Regions from separate parts of the Mus musculus genome. Here all the other regions are linked to region 3. Evidence: chromatin contacts called from public HiChIP or PLAC-seq data. All regions are on one chromosome and are shown on one strand. Each heading gives the region's core, a stretch centred on a gene start, on an enhancer-like site or on the middle of the called end of the contact. The rest is flanking DNA. Distances are from core to core; before and after follow the strand shown.

Region 1 (3,026 bases), core at 160-2,659, 220 kb before region 3:
TTCTCGGGGGCAGGAGGGGCTGTGCATAATGACGACTCATTTGCTTCTTGTCTCATCTAAGGAAATTATCTCTTCAAAGCGATCAGGTGCTTCTGACCTGTTCTTAAGTGTCGGTATTTTTGAGCTAACTTAGGAAGTGTGTAGGATAATTGTTAGCACTCAAGAGGACCCAGTTCTAGCCTAGTGTTAAAATCTCAGAGATGCACAGATGCCCCCTTTCTTTGTGGAGGGAGGAAAAGATACTTGTGCATGCCAGGATTGCTGCTAGAAACCTCAGGGTGGACGGCAAATTGACAGCTCCTGTCATGGATCAACAGTCAGAAGCCAAGCATTCTACTGTGTAGAAATAGCCCAAAGCAGCCCCCTCCTCCTGTGTGTGAGGAGTTACGTGTGCGAGTGAGCACGTGATGAGTATACTGGCTAGAGGTCCATGTTGGGGTCCTTCATGGTTCCTCCCCCTACCCCCAATTTTACTTTATGTGTATGAGGTTTTTTGTTTTGTTTTGCTTTTTTGTTTGTTTGTTTGTTTGTTTAGGGTTTTTTTTTTTTTTTTTTTTGCCATTCAGGCCTCTACACCATGTACATGAAGTTCCCACAGTGTCCAGAAGAGGGCACTGGATCCCCTGGGACTGCAGTTACAGATGGCTGTAGGTGCTGGGAATTGAACCAGGCAGGTCTTTGGGAAACACAGGCAGTGCTCTTAACCTTTGAGTCATCTCTCCAACCCCCTCCACTTTCTTTTTTGAGACTGTGTCTCTTCCTGAACCCACACCTCACCCATCCATTAAGACTCACTGGCCAATGAACTCCAAGGATCCGTCTGTGTCTTCCTTCCTAGATTTCAGACAGGTGCTACCACGCTTGACTTTTTAAGTGGGTGCTAGGGATCCGAACTCAGACCCTCACATCTGTTTAGCAAATACTTTACCAAACTGAACCACCTCCCCAGCTGGTCTCTGCCTCTTTTTGTTTATTTGTTTTGAGATTCACTGCCCTCAGACTTACTATGTAGCTGAGGCTGGCCTCAAACTCCTGATTCTTCTGCTGGGGAATATACAGGTATATGTCATCGTATCATCATATCTGACTTTATCATTTCCCCACAGTTTACCTAATTTTTATCGGTTTGCTTGTGGAAGCAGTAAAAGGTGGCATGTACCAAAAGCAGTCCTCATGGGGAGAAAGAAACCAATGTATTATTTGTACCAGGCATGAGGCTAAGGCCATATGCTAGTATTCATTCAGTGCTCTCAAAAATGTCTCCAAATAAATTTCCTTATATGTTTCATTTTATGGATGCAGAAGTCGAGGTTTAGAGGGCAAATTCCAGGTTCCTAACCACCCAGACTGTCCCTGCGTCTCTCTAGGGTTGGACTCACCCGCAGGCTTTTCTGTGGCAAGAGTAACCCCCCTTACCTCCACCAGGTTGCACTGTAACTCTGCTTACCTGAGTTCTGCAGCGTCCCTTTGCCTACATGCATCTAAGTGCAGGTTTCTTGGCCCCACTTCTGTGAGCTTCCAGCACCACTGGTTTCCCTGAGGATGGAGCATGGCTTGCTCCACTATCTACAAAGGTTAGCGCACAGCAAGACAAGCACCCAGACTAGCTCCACGCAGCCAGGCAAAGCCTGTTCCGAGAAGAGCACGCTCCACTCGGAGACAGTCTGCTCAGGCTTGCAGAACAGTGTGTTAGGACAGGGATACGGACGGCTGGGGATGTAGCTCAGCGTCTGAGTACTTGTCCAGCATATATCAAGCCCTGGGGTCAAGTCACAGTAGCAGAACAGCTTTTAAAAAGTGGGGGCCTACAGTCTGGGAGGGGGTGGGAGCTAAAGATGGAAATACATCCCTGATGGGGAGCATGTAACTGGGCAAGCCTCATGCTGGGATAAAAGGCACAGCCCAGAATATCAAGGGCTCCCTGTGACGGAGTTCAGTAGGGAGAAATTCAAGAAGGCTTGATATTTAAGAATCAAGCCAGGCCAGGAATGATGGCATACACCTACAATCCCAGCAGTCAGAAACCAAAGGTAGAAGACTGGTGAATTCTAAGGCAGCCTAGGTTACATAGCAAAATCCTGTCTCAAAACAAATAAGAGGACAGGTGTCATAGAGGGGTCTTTCTCTGCCTATACCCCTTTCCTTGGGCTTGAAGGCTACTCTCTCCAGATCACATGTAAAATTCCTAAGCCCCAGCAACCCACTACATGTCCCGATTTGGAAATATAGCTGTTATAGACGAAAATGGTTCAGGCATCATGAAGGTGTCCCTGTTCTCAGAAGGTCGGATGGCTCTGTGGTTAAGAGCACTGGCTGCTTTTCCTGAGGACCTGAGTTCAATTCCCACCACCCACATGGCAGCTCACAGTTGTTGATAACTCCAATTCCAGGAGATCCAGTGATATCTTCTGGCCTTAGTGGGCACCAGGGATATACATGGTCCACAGGCATACATGCAGGCAAGACACTCTTGCACACAGAATGATAAAATAAAATTTAATTTAAAACCAAAAAAGAAATTCAGACACACACAGAGAATATCGTGTGAGGAGGAAGGCAGAGAAAAGAAGGGAACATCCATATGCCAAGGGGTGCCACAGCTCACCAGCAACCCCAGAAGCTATGAAGAGGAAGGGAACAGCTCCTCTTGGCCCTCAGAAGAGACCCACCCAGACGGAACTTTGATTTCAGACTTTTGGATTCCAGATCTAAGAGACGATACAACTCTGCTATTGAAGCCAATCAGCTCGTGGTATTTGGGTCAGTAGCCTTGCAGACTAATGAATCCCTTTTTTCTAAAGAGGTACCCCGTTCCTCATTGCCTCTGACCAATCTAAGTCCTGGTTTGCTAACCCTAGCCTCAGAAAAGCTGAAGTTGTGGGGAGCTTTCCAATAAAAATCTCATATTTAGAGCTCTCGTAAACAGGGGCACTCCCAGGAAGCCAGAGGACAGTGAAGGGGGTTAGTTCCATTTACAGTGGAGAATGTTCCAAGCCCCCAGGACTCCCTCTCCCCTCCCCCCAGAA
Region 2 (2,700 bases), core at 19-2,518, 240 kb before region 3:
CTGGTTCACTGGCCCTGATGTCTGATGCGGTATTTCTTTTTTATTTTGTTTTGTTTTGTGTGTTTATTCTTTTCCCAATGTGGCATGTCTTAATTGCCATTTCCCACATGTTTGGTGTGTGTTCTAGAATCTGTACTCCTTGAGCTAAGAACTGTTTTAGCAAAGGAAGTGTGATGTTCTGTTATTGGTGGTCTTTTCTCCTGGGTAGACTCAGAATGGGTCACATGTATCCCAGCTTGTCCTTTAGCTAGCTATATAGGCAAGGAAGTCCCGATCCTCCTGTCTGCCTGCACCTCATAAGATCTTGTGATATCCAGTGCCCTGCCTTAGTATGAACCTTAGTATTCACTTTTTGGAGATAGATTCTTGCTTATAGCCTAGGTTTGCTTGAAAGTCTCTATGTAGCCCAGGCTGGTCCTCAAACTCCCTTCTGCCTTAGCCTCCCTAGTGCTGGGATTACAAGTGTGTACCACCATGCTGAGGCTCCAAGGAGGTCTGCTCAGCATAAAGGCTGCCTTTTTCTGAGGCATGCCTGCACCGTGTGGTTTCAAGTGTCCATTGAGGGAGAGCTGAAGCTGCTTCTGGGACTTCATAGTTTCAGAGTCGCAGACTCCGCCTGCTGGGAGTCCTGGACTTGCTTCTTTTTTTTTTTTTTTTTTTTTTTTTTTAACCAGTAAGCTTTGAATCAGGAGTTGTTTTCTAGGGAAATTTCCCTTCTGAGGCCAGAGCCTTCAAGCCAATGCTACCTTATAATAAGGCCTTTCTTTGCTTTGATCACTGACCTGTCCCCTAAATTAGTTGAAGTCTGAGAACACGGTTTTGTTACGGGGGCAGTTGTTTGAGCCTGTGTTTAAATTCTAGGAATACATTTGGTTTTACTAATGTCATTTGAGAGGACTGGTGAGTTATTTTGGGTGTGCATGGCCCGGCCCTGTAATGCTAGGCCACTCTTGATAAGAGGCACGATTGTACCAGCTAGTTCCCTAAAAAGGCTTGCATTCCATTCAGCATGGAGCGCTGAGGCTGCAGACTCCCGCTATCTGGACTATAGGCTCTCACGTTTCTCCCAAGTGGATAGGTAGCTGGAGGCAGAAAGAAAGCTTGTTTTTCTTTACCCGTGTCCCATAAGCCCACTCTACCACGTGCAAAGATTCTCCCCCTAGTTTCACACTAGAAACTAGGAAAAATCAAATTAGTCCCCCAACTCCCTACCCCAGAGACAGGCTATCATGTAGCCCAAGCTGACCTTGAATTTGCTGCATAGCCAACTATGTAGATGAGGCTGGCTTTGAACTTCTAACCTCCTACCTCCACCTCCCTAGGGATGATTCCAGACCTATGTCACCATGCCTGGCTCAAGTTAATAGTACTTTAGTTATACCAAGTAGACGTCCATTAATACTTTGAAACCAGAGGACAGACATATACTCGGCTGGCACTAGTGAAGCCATACCCACACTGGAATGGGTTCCCAGCACAGAACCAACAGGAGGGCAGGCCAATGTCTGGGCTTCGGATGGCTTGCCTTTAAGATCGAGGTGTCGTGTGGCATTCATTTAAGCTCAGCCCTTGGAGGCAGAAGCAATGAGATCCGTCATTTAAGGTCATTCCTGATCACAGAGGGAGTCTGAGGCCAGCCTGGGCTACATGAGATGCTATCTCAAAGAAACAAAAAACAAAACTAGAGAGAGGGAAAAAAACATTAAAATAAAAGTTAAAATCTAGATGTCAGGGTGAAAATATTCTATTGGGCCTAAGGTCTGCCGTAGAATCTTCTACCAGAGGAAGCAGACACCCGCGTGCCCCAGCTGGCTGCCAGACAGCACGGTGTCACGGGGAGTCTTGGCTGACTCACTTTTCGCTGGTCTCAGCCCAAATGCCTGCCCTGATATGGTTCTAGGTTATCCCTTCCTAGAAAATTCGGTGCCTCACTTTGGCCCATCCGTTGTGGAAAGACCTGGAAAGACGTGCCCTGTGCTGCCACCTAACGGCTGCTCCCAGTCAAGGCAGGGCTTCTCCCGCTGTTCTCGGCGGCACTGTACAGCCCCTCTCTGCCCATCCTACCTGCTTTGAGAGGCTCGCAAAGGGAGGAGCGCTCTTCCAGGTGCGCTCATTTCAGGGCACCAGGGCTGTGACTAAGACTGGCAAGTCGTCTTAAACTTCGCCACGTCCCGGTTGTTATTTCCTGTCTGTTCCCCCGCCGTGATTAACGGTAAAACTCTGAAGGCAGAGGGGGACCAACGTGCTTGTTTACTGAGAGAGGAAGGAAGCGGGGGGAGCTGGGAAGAAGGTACCCTAGGTTTAAGGGAAATAACAGCCTGGCAATGAGGTGGGCGGATGGAGCTGATGGGAAGGGAGGCTTGTTAGAAAAAGGAAAGAGCAGGTGCCAGTCAGATAGCTCTGCCAGCCTTTCCAGTTTTATCCTTTTAAATAATGATTTGTTTATTTGAGACAGGGTCTCACGCAGCGCAATCAAGCCTTTGTGCCTTGACTCCTCCTCCTCCTCCTCCTCCTCCTCCTCCTCCTCCTCCTCCTCCTCCTCCTCCTCCTCCTCCAAGACAGGGCCTCACTATGTAGCTCTAGAACTCCACTATGTAAACCAGGCTGGCCTGGAAGTCACAGAGATTCTCCTGCCTCGGTGCCCAGCTGCTGAGATTACAGGAATGTGCCACCATACCTGTGTGCACATCTGTTTTCAAG
Region 3 (2,941 bases), core at 345-2,844:
ATGACAAACCTAAAATCCTCTGGGAAGCCGCATACATGGAAGATTCTACTGAACATTAAACGGAATTCAAATGAGTCCTCTTTAAATTGCATACAAATTTAGTATAAAGAAATTTGAGGGCTGGAGAGATAATTGAGTAAAGTACTTTCTGAACAACCTTGAGGACCTGACTTTGAATCCTCGGATGAGCCATTTTCTGACCTCTACCCCTGTGCCATGGCACACAGATACTCACCTGCATGGACACATTCGATAATAATAGCAATAATAGTAGTAGTAGTAGTAGTAGTAGTAGTAGTAGTAGTAGTAGTAGTAGTAGTATTGTAACAGTAAAGTTTATTACAGAATTAATGTAAAGGAAAAGTAAAATCTTTGTTTCTACTAATGAGCATTTTTACACTTGATCAGTGTGCTAGTTTAGTGGAATGTAATTAGAATTTTCTCAGCTTTAACTTTTAATGCATATGAGTATTTTGTATATCTGCATCATGTGTTTGCCTGGTGCCTGTGGAGGAACTGGAGTTACAGACAGTTGTGAGCTGTCTTGTGGGTACTAAGAACTGAACCTGAATCCTATGCAAGAGCAACACAGCCTCTTTACTGCTGAGTCATCTCTCTTGACAATTTCAAGAGCAATTGGGAGGAAGTTCTTTCTCACTGCACTCAATGTTATATCTATTATATACTAAGTCACAAGTAAGGAGATAGAATCATTGAACTTATAAAAACTACTGCATTAATTATACATAAATGTTTCCATGGGAAGTTTTTAGTATATTTGTGTATTATATTTGTATATAAATTGTTAAAATTACATGTGAAATTTTAACACATTTTAAAAAAAGACAGGAAATCAAAAGCAGAGTTTTGATTTGTTCTTAATACAAGCTATTCTAATAACTTTAAAATTTACCATTTCCTTTGTGATTTGTAACAATGTTTTAATTCTTAAGTACAGGGGGTCTCTCTCTCTAGAATCCCAGTGACCAGCATGTCAATCCATGTAAGATGAGCCAGTTCAGCTCAGTACAACTCAGTAGTCTGTGTTGGTTTAAACTTTGAGAATCTGACCCCAAGTAGTTTCCTTTAGATATATTTAATTAAGTACAGTATAATTTGGTGAAAAAATTTCCTGGTGATAATTAACTCAATCCCATGTTGAAACTTTGTAAGAACATGTGACATCTTCCATAAAGATAGGTTCTATATATAGATCGACTGAGAAAAAGAGTTTCATGATAAGGTCTTAGGGAGGATCTGGTGTGGTTTTAGCCACACAGATAATAAAAGTCACCAGGCTCATAACCTCCTCTGCTCTGAAAGCAAGTTCTCTCTCTCTCTCTCTCTCTCTCTCTCTCTCTCTCTCTCTCTCTCTCTCTCTCTCTCTCTCTCAAGATAACCCTGCATGTTTAACATTCCTGGTTTCTCTAGTGCTTCTGTGATGGCACAAGGACCTCTGTGCTTTGCCTCCCACACCTGACAATCTTCACTTCTTTTGTGTATTGTTGTTTGTTTGTTTGGAAGGGGGTGTCACTATATAGCCCTGGCTGTCCTGGACCTTACAGAGATCTTCCTCCCTCTGCCTCCTGAGTGCTAAGATTAAAGACGGGCACCACCATGCCGGGCTCCCTTGTCTTTTGATGATAGGACTGTGTTTGGGAAACCCCAATTGCATGTGCTTTCTTTTATGAGCTTAGATGTGATGATGACGACATTCTGATGGCCTACTTTTTTGTGATGGTGAAATAGACACCTCTACCTTGTTGTAATCATGTAACCCTCAGAGGCCAAGCAGCCATGCTAGGAACGTAGTCTGGGCAGACATACAGTCCCCTTCTTGTCGGATTTTGTGTTTGTATTGTTTGTAAAGTCTTACAGTTCATGTAGTTTGAAAAACTAAAGATTAATTTCTTCTTTATCATGATCATGCTTTCTAAAAATTAAGTAATATGAAAATGCTTTGTATTTCGTGTCCATTGGTCTTCACAGTGGAAGTTGCCTCTTTGCGGTTAAACCTTGTTAATTGTGATCGAATGTACACCAGATGGTCACTTAAGATTAAGACTAAAAAGATTAGATCTTAAAATGAAGTCATATTTTTCAGTTAATGAACAATTTCCTTATTTTTAAGATTAAGTTTTTCAATTGAAAGGTTGTAATTTGAAAATGTGTGTTGGAACCCTCATCACTCAATCAGCAGAGTTGCTGTTTCCATGGGAGTGGTGGGTGTGAGCCAGAGAGCAAAGCGAGCTTCTTTCATCTCTGCGGAACGGTACTTAGTAGGATGATTAGCAGAACCACTGACTTGTGTTGCTTATTCTAATTTCCTGAACATTCTACTTTTGTACCTAGGAGAATAAGCTTTTTATTCTTGTTGAAAAAAAAAAAAAACCTACGTTATTCACATTCTCCAAAGATTGTCATCTACGAGTGGTTTGAAATCAGTTTCCTAGGGGGCTGGAGAGAAAGATGGCCCAGCAGTTAAGGCCAGTGTGTTCTTGTGGAGGACCTTGCTTTCAATTCCCAGCCGCAGATGGTGGCTCACAATCATTCATAGTTCCAGTTCCAGAGAATATAATGCTGTCTGCTGGCTTCCATAGGCATCCATGTGTGTTGAACACATCCACACATGCAGAACAAAATAAATCCTAAGATCCTTTAAAAAAGAGAAAAAACCAATTCTAGAACTTGTCTTAGTACATCTATATTTGGTCACCACTAGATGGCATCACTAACACAATCAATATACTGTTGTATATTTGCCTATAAAGCATTCTTACCCAATTCCCAAATGACTCTCTTAGCTTAGACACATGATTTATTATTTGTCTATATTCACACATACATGGTTTGCTTACATAAGAATGAACGGGGCTGTGTGTAATCTTAGTTGCAGGGGATCCAGTGCTCTTCCTCTTCTGACCTGAATACCAGGCAAGCA

What was found. HiChIP or PLAC-seq counts read pairs in DNA pulled down with a chosen protein or histone mark.
Region 1: a contact with region 3 is called in an H3K27ac HiChIP or PLAC-seq map of extraembryonic endoderm stem cells. The contact joins two enhancer-like sites. A contact is called at or near these places in 2 of 15 datasets of contacts at CTCF or cohesin (large pre-B cells and pro-B cells), 4 of 484 Hi-C or Micro-C datasets (embryonic stem cells and nephron progenitors), 1 of 115 datasets of contacts at active chromatin or transcription factors (extraembryonic endoderm stem cells) and 1 of 9 other capture datasets (adipose tissue).
Region 2: an H3K27ac HiChIP or PLAC-seq map of extraembryonic endoderm stem cells shows a contact between it and region 3. The contact joins two enhancer-like sites. A contact is called at or near these places in 1 of 115 datasets of contacts at active chromatin or transcription factors (extraembryonic endoderm stem cells) and 1 of 9 other capture datasets (liver).

What each region holds. Positions count from the first base shown.
Region 1 is chr11:86,873,509-86,876,534 of GRCm38.p6, reverse strand. No RefSeq gene overlaps it. Among named protein-coding and RNA genes, the nearest start is that of Gm33742, 6.4 kb to the right of the region's middle. Within about 2 kb of position 1,409, at least 23 of the 459 cell types and tissues checked have an H3K27ac peak or open chromatin away from gene starts, as enhancers often do. A contact at or near this core is called in extraembryonic endoderm stem cells, where this site is marked.
Region 2 is chr11:86,893,654-86,896,353 of GRCm38.p6, reverse strand. No RefSeq gene overlaps it. Among named protein-coding and RNA genes, the nearest start is that of Gm33742, 26 kb to the right of the region's middle. Within about 2 kb of position 1,268, at least 143 of the 459 cell types and tissues checked have an H3K27ac peak or open chromatin away from gene starts, as enhancers often do. A contact at or near this core is called in extraembryonic endoderm stem cells, where this site is marked.
Region 3 is chr11:86,655,699-86,658,639 of GRCm38.p6, reverse strand. The region is part of intron 5 of Vmp1 (vacuole membrane protein 1); the gene reads left to right. Among named protein-coding and RNA genes, the nearest start is that of Vmp1, 27 kb to the left of the region's middle. Within about 2 kb of position 1,594, at least 20 of the 459 cell types and tissues checked have an H3K27ac peak or open chromatin away from gene starts, as enhancers often do. A contact at or near this core is called in extraembryonic endoderm stem cells, where this site is marked.